3 separate regions of the Gossypium hirsutum genome follow, and regions 2 and 3 are each linked to region 1. Evidence: chromatin contacts called from public Hi-C data. All regions are on one chromosome and are shown on one strand. The core of a region is the stretch at or near the end of the contact, and the rest is flanking DNA. Distances in the headings are between cores, read along the strand shown.

Region 1 (2,700 bases), core at 2-2,501:
TTAAGGATATGCTTGATTAGGTGGAAAAGTGAATAAATGAAAGGAGTGAGTAGAAAAGTGAAATGAAAATAAATTTTAAATGTGTTTGGTAGGGAAAAAAAGCGAGAGAAAAAAAAATAAAAGAGATGATAATTTTCTATTTTAATGTATAAAAACTAATATTCCAATTTGAAATAATGGGAAGAGAAAAAAATGAATGAGATACGTATGTTAGTTTAAAATTATGTATTTTTCAAAAGTTTTGTTTTTTTTCTTTTCATTTTCTAAATCTACCAAGTAATAATTTGAAGCCATATACGCAATATATGAATACACTTGAATTTATACTTATAATGTGAGTAGGAACACATTACAAATTTTACATATTCACAATCTTAAATTAATATACAAGTTAATTTTTAAATGTATTCATGTAACACATTCGACCAAAACGTGAGTAAATTATATTTTTTGGATTAATTCAAATATTTGTTAATAATAAAAATGATTGAAAATGTTAAAATACATAAATACTATCTTTTATTTAATAAGGGTAATTTTTGTAATGTATTATTACATTAGTGTTGAGTGTAGCAAAATAAGTTAATACAACTTTTACGGGATTCATATCAAATGTTGTAAAGTAACTTTCCTATAATAAAGAAACACCAAAGTCAGTGTAAATGATAAATAATTAATAATTTTTTATTAAAGTATTGGATTAAATTAAAATTATCCAAAATGTTGAAAATTTTGTTTTTGTTTATATATTTTTCAATGATGTATGTAATTTTAAATTCCAAAAAAGCATATAAACTTTTAGCATAGGTTAAATTTTAAAACAAATTTACGGAGTCAAAATTTTTCAACGCAAAATCGCATCGGTCTATTTTGCAATAACCAGAAAGACGGCTAAAAAGACAAAGATTAAAAAAAAAAAAGGAAAATGACGGTTACAGCGTAGGAACGGCAGTATCTGAGCAGCGTAAATGTAAAAGCGTGTGGACCCCACGGAAATCGATGCGTTTCTTTACCGTCGATGAGCTTTCATGAAAGTCAACGGATCGACGGTCCACAGGCAGCCAATTGTGCCAAATAGGGCTAAATTGGTGAGAGGGGGAATCTCTTGGGTGGGCCCAAAACTTCTTACGTGTCCTACGAGTGACCTGACACAGATGGCGTTTCATTGCCACTTGTATTTTATATTCCAATTTTACCCTTAAAAATGCCATATTTCCATGTTAGTCCCCCCGGGAATCAGCCGAAAAAAAAAAAATGAAAAACGTTCGTCGCTTTCACTCTCAGTATTTTTCTCCTTCACTAACACGCGCACTCAGAAAAAAAAAAACGTTTTGCTCACTAAGCTCACTCTCTCACTACAAGTGCTTCCCTTTCTCTCTATATAATTTGTTTTTGTTTTTGAGATCTCGAAATTATATAAAATGGCCGGTTATCCATTGTAGGGATCTCCTCATTTGATTCGTTGTTTGAGCCGAGGTACGGTTTGGCCTTCGAGAAAATAGAAGGAAAAAAAAATGCTACGTTTCTGTTTTCTTTTTCTACTTTTGGTCGATTCTTTGTTTTGTATGGCATTTAGTATTCTAGTGTTGTTTCAGCCTTGAATTTCTTTTTCAAATTTTTTTTGTTTGATGAAAATGGGAAAAAAAGGAAGTGGTTTTAATTTGAGTGTTGATGTTTCTTAGTCGTTAATTTATCTATTTGAATGAACACAGTTTACGTGTAAGTGCTTGATTACGAGCTAGTTTTGGCCGTTAAAACTGAGTTCCTTTTTTCAAGTTTTACTATTAGTTAATGATTTCGTGTTGTTTATTATAAGTTATATGTTAATGTATATATGGATAAATTTGTTATGTTAACGTTCTTGATGATACCTTTTAATCATGTTTACTTTGCGTTGGTTTTAACCTTGTTCTTTTTTTTTCATGTTGGATTATCGTGATTGTTACCAGAAAATGAATCTTGAATTTGTTGGTGACAATTTCAGGACCTGGTAAAGGCTCCTTGACCGCCGTAATTGATAAAGGATACTTCTAATAAGGATAATTAATAGTTGTAATGACCCTTTAATTTTTATAGTGTAATGAATCATTATTGTGCTTTCTTGTGTTTTGCAAGAATCATAATGTCGCATTGTTTGTATTGCAGGACCTATCATTTATGGCTTTCGACCTCTGGGGGACATCATTCACTGAAGGTGCTTTATTTTTCTCAAATTAGCACATGCATGCAGTCTTATTTTGATCATTTTTTTTTGTGTGGTTTGACTAACTGTCTGTAATCTGCAGAAGAAAACAGCCCTTTCATACAACCAGAATGGCCGTATGACTTTTACTTTGGTTATGGCATCGGTATAATAATGGTCCTATTTTATTTGTACTTCTGGTGGATATTTTCTTGTCTTTTTTAATTACCATAGTTATGCAATGTGTTCTTTTTCTACAGATATGATTGAAGAAAATGCCTTGAATGAGAAATCTTGTATTCAAGTGTTGAGGATATTGATTGCAAAAGCAGATACTGAAATCGATGAACTTGAAAAAGATTTGGTGTTGCTCCAAAGTGAATTGGTCTGGGCTGAACATGAAGAATGGCATGACATTTGCTGTAGTGCTTTGAGAGCTAAGATCAACTGCCTTGATATCTCAATAAGGAAGTTGAGGAACAAGGATGAGAATGACATTGAGGTTTATTTATTGATGC
Region 2 (2,700 bases), core at 27-2,526, 160 kb after region 1:
TAGATTCAGGATGTTCTTTCCACATGTGTCCCAATAGAGAATGGTTCTCCACATACAGTTCAGTTGAAGGTAGAGTTGTGCACATGGGAAACGATTCATCTAGTAAAATAATCGGTATTGGTACTGTTAAAATTAGGATACACGATGGGACGATTTGGACACTCTCAGATGTCAGGTATGTACCTGATTTACGAAAGAATCTCATCTCCTTGAGTATTTTAGACTTGAAAGGATGCAGAATCAACATCGAGTCGAGCAACATTAAAGTATCTCGTGGAGCTCTCGTTTTGTTAAAAGGTAAAAGAACCGGCAGTCTTTATATTCTGGAAGGTTCTACAGTGACCGGTGAAATCGGACGTCCCTCGTCCATTACGGAGTCAAAGTCAACTCATTTGAAGCGGAGGCAACTTGGTCATAGGAGGGAAAAAGGTATGACCGTTTCGTTGAAGAGAGTTTCTCTTTTGGATGCAGGTTTTGAAAAGTTAGGGCACTGTATTCGTGAAAATCAGACCCGGGTTAGTTTTGATTTGGCAGTGCACAAGTCGAAGGCTAGAAGTCTTCCAGCTTCTAAGCATAGATTCGACTCAGTTAATTCCCTGCATAGTTCAAGATAGGCCCATGGCGGGTTTTGGCAAAGATGGCATTGAAAGAATTCGTGTCAAGGTGGAGATTGTTAGAATTGTGTGACCCAAATTCTAAGAGATTGCTTGCAAGTCAAGTTAAACAAAAATATATTTTCTTTCTAGAAGATTTAGTATTTATTAGTATAATATATTTAGCATTTATTAGTATAGTTTATTTGACTTACTAATTTAGCCTATAAATAGGCTCCTTTACAATCTTAGAATTAAATAGACACCCATTAGATTAGAACTCATAACACATTCAGAGAATTTTGTGTTTACGTTTGAGGGTTCTTTGTTTTCGAGTTTTCGGGGTTTAGTTTTTATCTCCATCTTTTGTACTCTTCATTCTTTTGCCATTATAGTAAATTTATCTTTGCCCGTGGTTTTTTATCCTCTTTTGAGGGGTTTTTCCACGTTAAATTTGTGTGTTCATCTTCTCAATTTCTTCTACTATTTTTACTTGTTTGTTGCTTAATCGGGACGATCCTAACAATATTACTCCAACTAGAAGTTCTGATTTTCAACGCCCCATGCTTTACGTTTGTATGTATGAACATTATTAACTTGGAAGTTTCCCTGACCCTGCACATGGGGTGGTTCCATTTTTGTCTCTTTCGTATCATGGACGTTTGTTTGATATTTTTATGTGCGTAATAATTGATATTCTGCATTTCATTTATATTTATAAATCGATCAAACATAGTGAGCAAAAGAGAGAGATGGATACAAAGCAAAAGAGAATTCGTGTGTTAATGTTCCCATGGTTAGCTCATGGCCATATTTCATCCTTCTTAGAGCTAGCCAAGAAGCTCATGAACCAAAACTTGTACGTTTACTTCTGTTCCACCGCTACAAATCTTGATTCCATCAAGCCAAAAATTTCACCTAATCACTCACTTTCAATTCAATTCATTGAGTTCAAGCTGCCATTGTTGCCTGAGCTTCCTTCTTACCATGACACCACCAAAGGATTGCCAACCCATCTATTGAACGCCCTATTTAAAGCCGTCGAAATGTCCGGTGATGGGTTTGCCACAATATTGAAAACCCATAACCCGGATTTGCTTATTTATGATTTGCATCAACCCTGGGCACCTACACTTGCTTCCTCACTCAACATACCTGCCATATTTTTCTACACAGCTTCTGCAGCTGGGCCTTTTTTCGCATTTCATGCATGGAAGAAACTTAAAAGGGAGGAGTTTCCCTCTCCTGAATTTTACATAAACGATTACTTTATGCCAACAAAAAGCTCCAGAAACGAGTTTGGGCGTACTCCACCTGATTCCAGTAATACAGAAAAGATTTTTCAGCCCTTTAAACACTCTTTGGATATCATTTTGGTTAAGAGTTTTAGGGAGCTTGAAGGGAAATACATGGACTATCTTTCGATCCTATTAAACAAGAAGGTAGTTCCAACAGGTCCACTAGTTCGAGACGCCATTGAAGAACACCATGAGAACGAGAAAGAGATACTTGAATGGCTTACCAAGAAGAGAAAAGCCTCCACCGTGTTCGTTTCCTTCGGGAGTGAGTATTATCTCTCGAATAAAGAAAGGGAAGCCATTGCTGAGGGGCTTGAGCTTAGTGAGGTGAACTTCATTTGGGTCCTCAGATTCCCTGTTGGAGATAAAGATAAACCCAAACTTGAAGAGGCATTACCTGAAGGATATCTGGAAAGGATTGGTGAGAGAGGGCTGATGGTGGAAGATTGGGCACCACAGGCGAAAATACTGCAACACTCGAGCATTGGGGGATTTGTGAGTCACTGTGGGTGGAGCTCTGTAATGGAAAGCTTGAAATTTGGAGTTCCAATCATAGCAATGCCTATGCGTATGCATATTGACCAGCCATGGAATGCTAGGCTTGTACAAGATGTTGGTGTTGGAGTAGAGGTAAAGAGAGGTAAGGATGGGAGCATTGAAAGAGAAGAGATAGTCAAAGTGATCAAACAAGTGGTGGGAGAGAAAGATGGGGAGAATATAAGAAATAAAGCTAGAGAAATGAGTAACAACATTAAAATCAAAAGAGATGAAGAGATGGATGAAGTAGTACAAGAATTTAACCAAATTCT
Region 3 (2,700 bases), core at 53-2,552, 220 kb after region 1:
AACTTTTACCTTGAGACAAGTCTCCAGATAGGGCACCCCTGAAACAATATTTAGCTTCGATTTTGTAATGTCTCGAGATAAATGGGCTTTTGTCCTGAGACAAACAGGCTTGTATCTTGAAATGTACCACGCCATTTCTTACTAAAAATTAACGGACAAGTGATCAGAATATATTAATTTGATAATGCTAACTACTATTACGTAATTTTTAAAAGTTAAACAATTGATATATAATTTTAAATAAAGTTTTCTTGAGTGTACGGTCCTGCCTTTATCTAAGAAATTTTACTTAATTTTTATAAAATTTTAATTTATCAAGTTATCACCTAATATTTTAATTAAATGATTAAAGTATTAGTATTAGGTTGTCTCCATTATTAAATGTTATAAATATATTTATAGACACATATGTATTTTATGTATTTATATATCAACAAGTTAAAAGAAAGAAGATAATATCTTTAAAATTTAATAAAGATATTCATCGTATCAAAATTCATCATTTTGCATGTAGTCGTTTGTTTTAAATATTTTGATATTTAATCTCTAAAATCGACCGAAAAACTTAATTAATATAATATCAATATTTAAGAATCAATTTAAAATTTAATAATAAATATTATGTGATGACCTTAATTAAGTTCATTGTTCACATTATAATTAACTAATTCAAAGAAGGAAAACGCAAAAGAGACGTGGAAGCTTGGCCATGTCAAATTTCTATCCATTGCACAGTTGAAATGATTGCGTGATTTGCTTCGAAAAGGAAAAGGTAAAAACACCTGTCTAGCCCCTTTCAGTTAATCTTTTTAAAAATCAAATTAATTTAATTCTTGTCATTTTTTAAAAGTAAAAGTATGAACAATTAATCACTATATTAATGTTTTGTATCAATCATACATAATTTTGATTGGTACTATAATAAATTTAGCTGTTGACATTTACATATTTTGTTAATTTGACCTTAATTTTTAAAAAAAATAGATGAATTTAGCTCAACATTTACAAAAATATTGTGAGTTAAACTTGTTAAATAGAAATAAAATTGACAAAATATGTAAAATTTGAGAGTTAAAATTTATTATTATATCAATCAAAATTGACGAAAAGCATTAACACTATTTTTAATTGCTCAATTTCGGAATTAATAAGAATTAAATTGCTTCAATTTTTTAGTAGGGACCAATTTGCTCAATACCAAAATTGAGAGTGACTGGGTAGGTATTTTTACCCAAAAAAATGAAATGATTATGTGATTGCTTTTGGTACACACAAAATAATAGGAAGAAACATTTCCTTTTTATTTTATTTGTATATTATTTACATATTTTCGTTTTATTTCAAAACTAACTGTCTCGGATATCTTTCGTCTCGTTTATGAAACAGAGTAACAGACCCACTAAGGTTAGCTAATTTCTTTCTTATTTCTCTGTAATTCTTTATAATCCTATTGGGGTTTTGTTGTTTCCATGGAGGGATTTGCATTTGATTTGGATTAACTAAAAATGCTTCGAAGAATATAAATTTTTCTTACTTTTTTTTTGCACTGGATATTTATAATTTACTTTAATCCTCCTCATGGGCTTTTATGGAATGCAAAGTAATTTGATTATATGATTTTTCTTTTAATTTCTATCCGCTCAGTCAGTTAATATGTTATTCCAGCATTTTTGGAATTTAAAAAAAAATGATTTGATGAATCTAAATTTATGGTGCTTTTTTTATTTTATTTTCGCATATTTACTATTCATGATTTTATTTGAATTTTGCTCCTGCGCTTTTGTACAGAAGTTTGATTTTCTTTTTTTGGTTTTAATTTCTATTGGATCAATTAATCAACTATGCTATGGTTTATATTAGTTTCAAATTTTTTCCTGTTAGTTTATTTATTTTTCTTTTTGGTATTATGTGAACTCTTTTTGATATAATATATGTTGATTGTATCCTTTGATTCTTTTGTTTTTGGTTTAAGGTTTCAGTATCTTGAAGTGAAGTGAAGCTTTTGGATTTGTTTGATTAGAAGCAGCTCAATTTTAATTAGGTGCCTTTAATTTGATTAGCATCGTGTCAATGGGAACTTCGGAGGCTGTTCTGCACGTTTTAACGGGGGCTGTCCCTCAGTTTTTAAGTAGTGATATGTGTTCTAGCAATTCGGATTTAGTTTTCTATTCTAAATGCCACATTAAGTCTGTGAAGAAAAAAGGGTCAAGGCGTTTGCCGTCCTTGAAGTGTTCGAGTATGTCGGGATGTCAAATAGGAAGCTATAGGTGTAAGCGACTAGGTGGTGGTTTGCATGGGAATACGGCAATCGACAGATTGACACTTCTTAGATGCAAATGCCAGCAAGCTGAAAGTGCGAGTGGAGTAGATATAGGTGAAGGAAATGGGGCGTGGTTTGTGGATAATGCAAAGAAATTGAATCTTAATGGTTCGATGAACTCGGAAGACATTCTGGAGTTCAAGACTGTTGAGCAATTGAAGAGTGAAAATGAAGTCTCAATGTCGAATGGTAAAGTGGGAACAGGCACAAACACCATTTTCACGGGTGGTGTAGATTCTGTCGAGGATGAAGCATGGAAGTTACTCCGGGCTTCTATGGTTTACTATTGTGGAAGTCCTGTTGGAACAATTGCTGCCAATGATCCCACAAGTTCCAATGTATTGAATTACGATCAAGTCTTTATTCGTGATTTCATACCT

The links. Hi-C and Micro-C count contacts between places; a contact is called where the count stands out from the background.
Region 2: a contact with region 1 is called in a Hi-C map of leaf, with 2.9 times the contacts expected there. The contact joins the promoter of LOC107918182 here to the promoter of LOC107918150 in region 1. A contact is called at or near these places in 11 of 34 Hi-C or Micro-C datasets (anther, callus, fibers and 2 more).
Region 3: a contact with region 1 is called in a Hi-C map of leaf, with 1.6 times the contacts expected there. The contact joins the promoter of LOC107918157 here to the promoter of LOC107918150 in region 1. A contact is called at or near these places in 2 of 34 Hi-C or Micro-C datasets (both in leaf).

The regions. Positions count from the first base shown.
Region 1 is chrA01:42,690,943-42,693,642 of Gossypium_hirsutum_v2.1, forward strand. LOC107918150 reads left to right here and starts at 1,252. Exons shown (of 9, transcript XM_016847679.2): 1 at 1,252-1,476; 2 at 2,146-2,194; 3 at 2,286-2,348; 4 at 2,443-2,700. The coding sequence starts at 2,158.
Region 2 is chrA01:42,852,714-42,855,413 of Gossypium_hirsutum_v2.1, forward strand. LOC107918182 (UDP-glucosyltransferase 29) reads left to right here and starts at 1,277. Exons shown (of 1, transcript XM_016847713.2): 1 at 1,277-2,700. The coding sequence starts at 1,346.
Region 3 is chrA01:42,906,631-42,909,330 of Gossypium_hirsutum_v2.1, forward strand. LOC107918157 (neutral/alkaline invertase 3, chloroplastic) reads left to right here and starts at 1,303. Exons shown (of 8, transcript XM_016847688.2): 1 at 1,303-1,404; 2 at 1,973-2,700. The coding sequence starts at 2,071.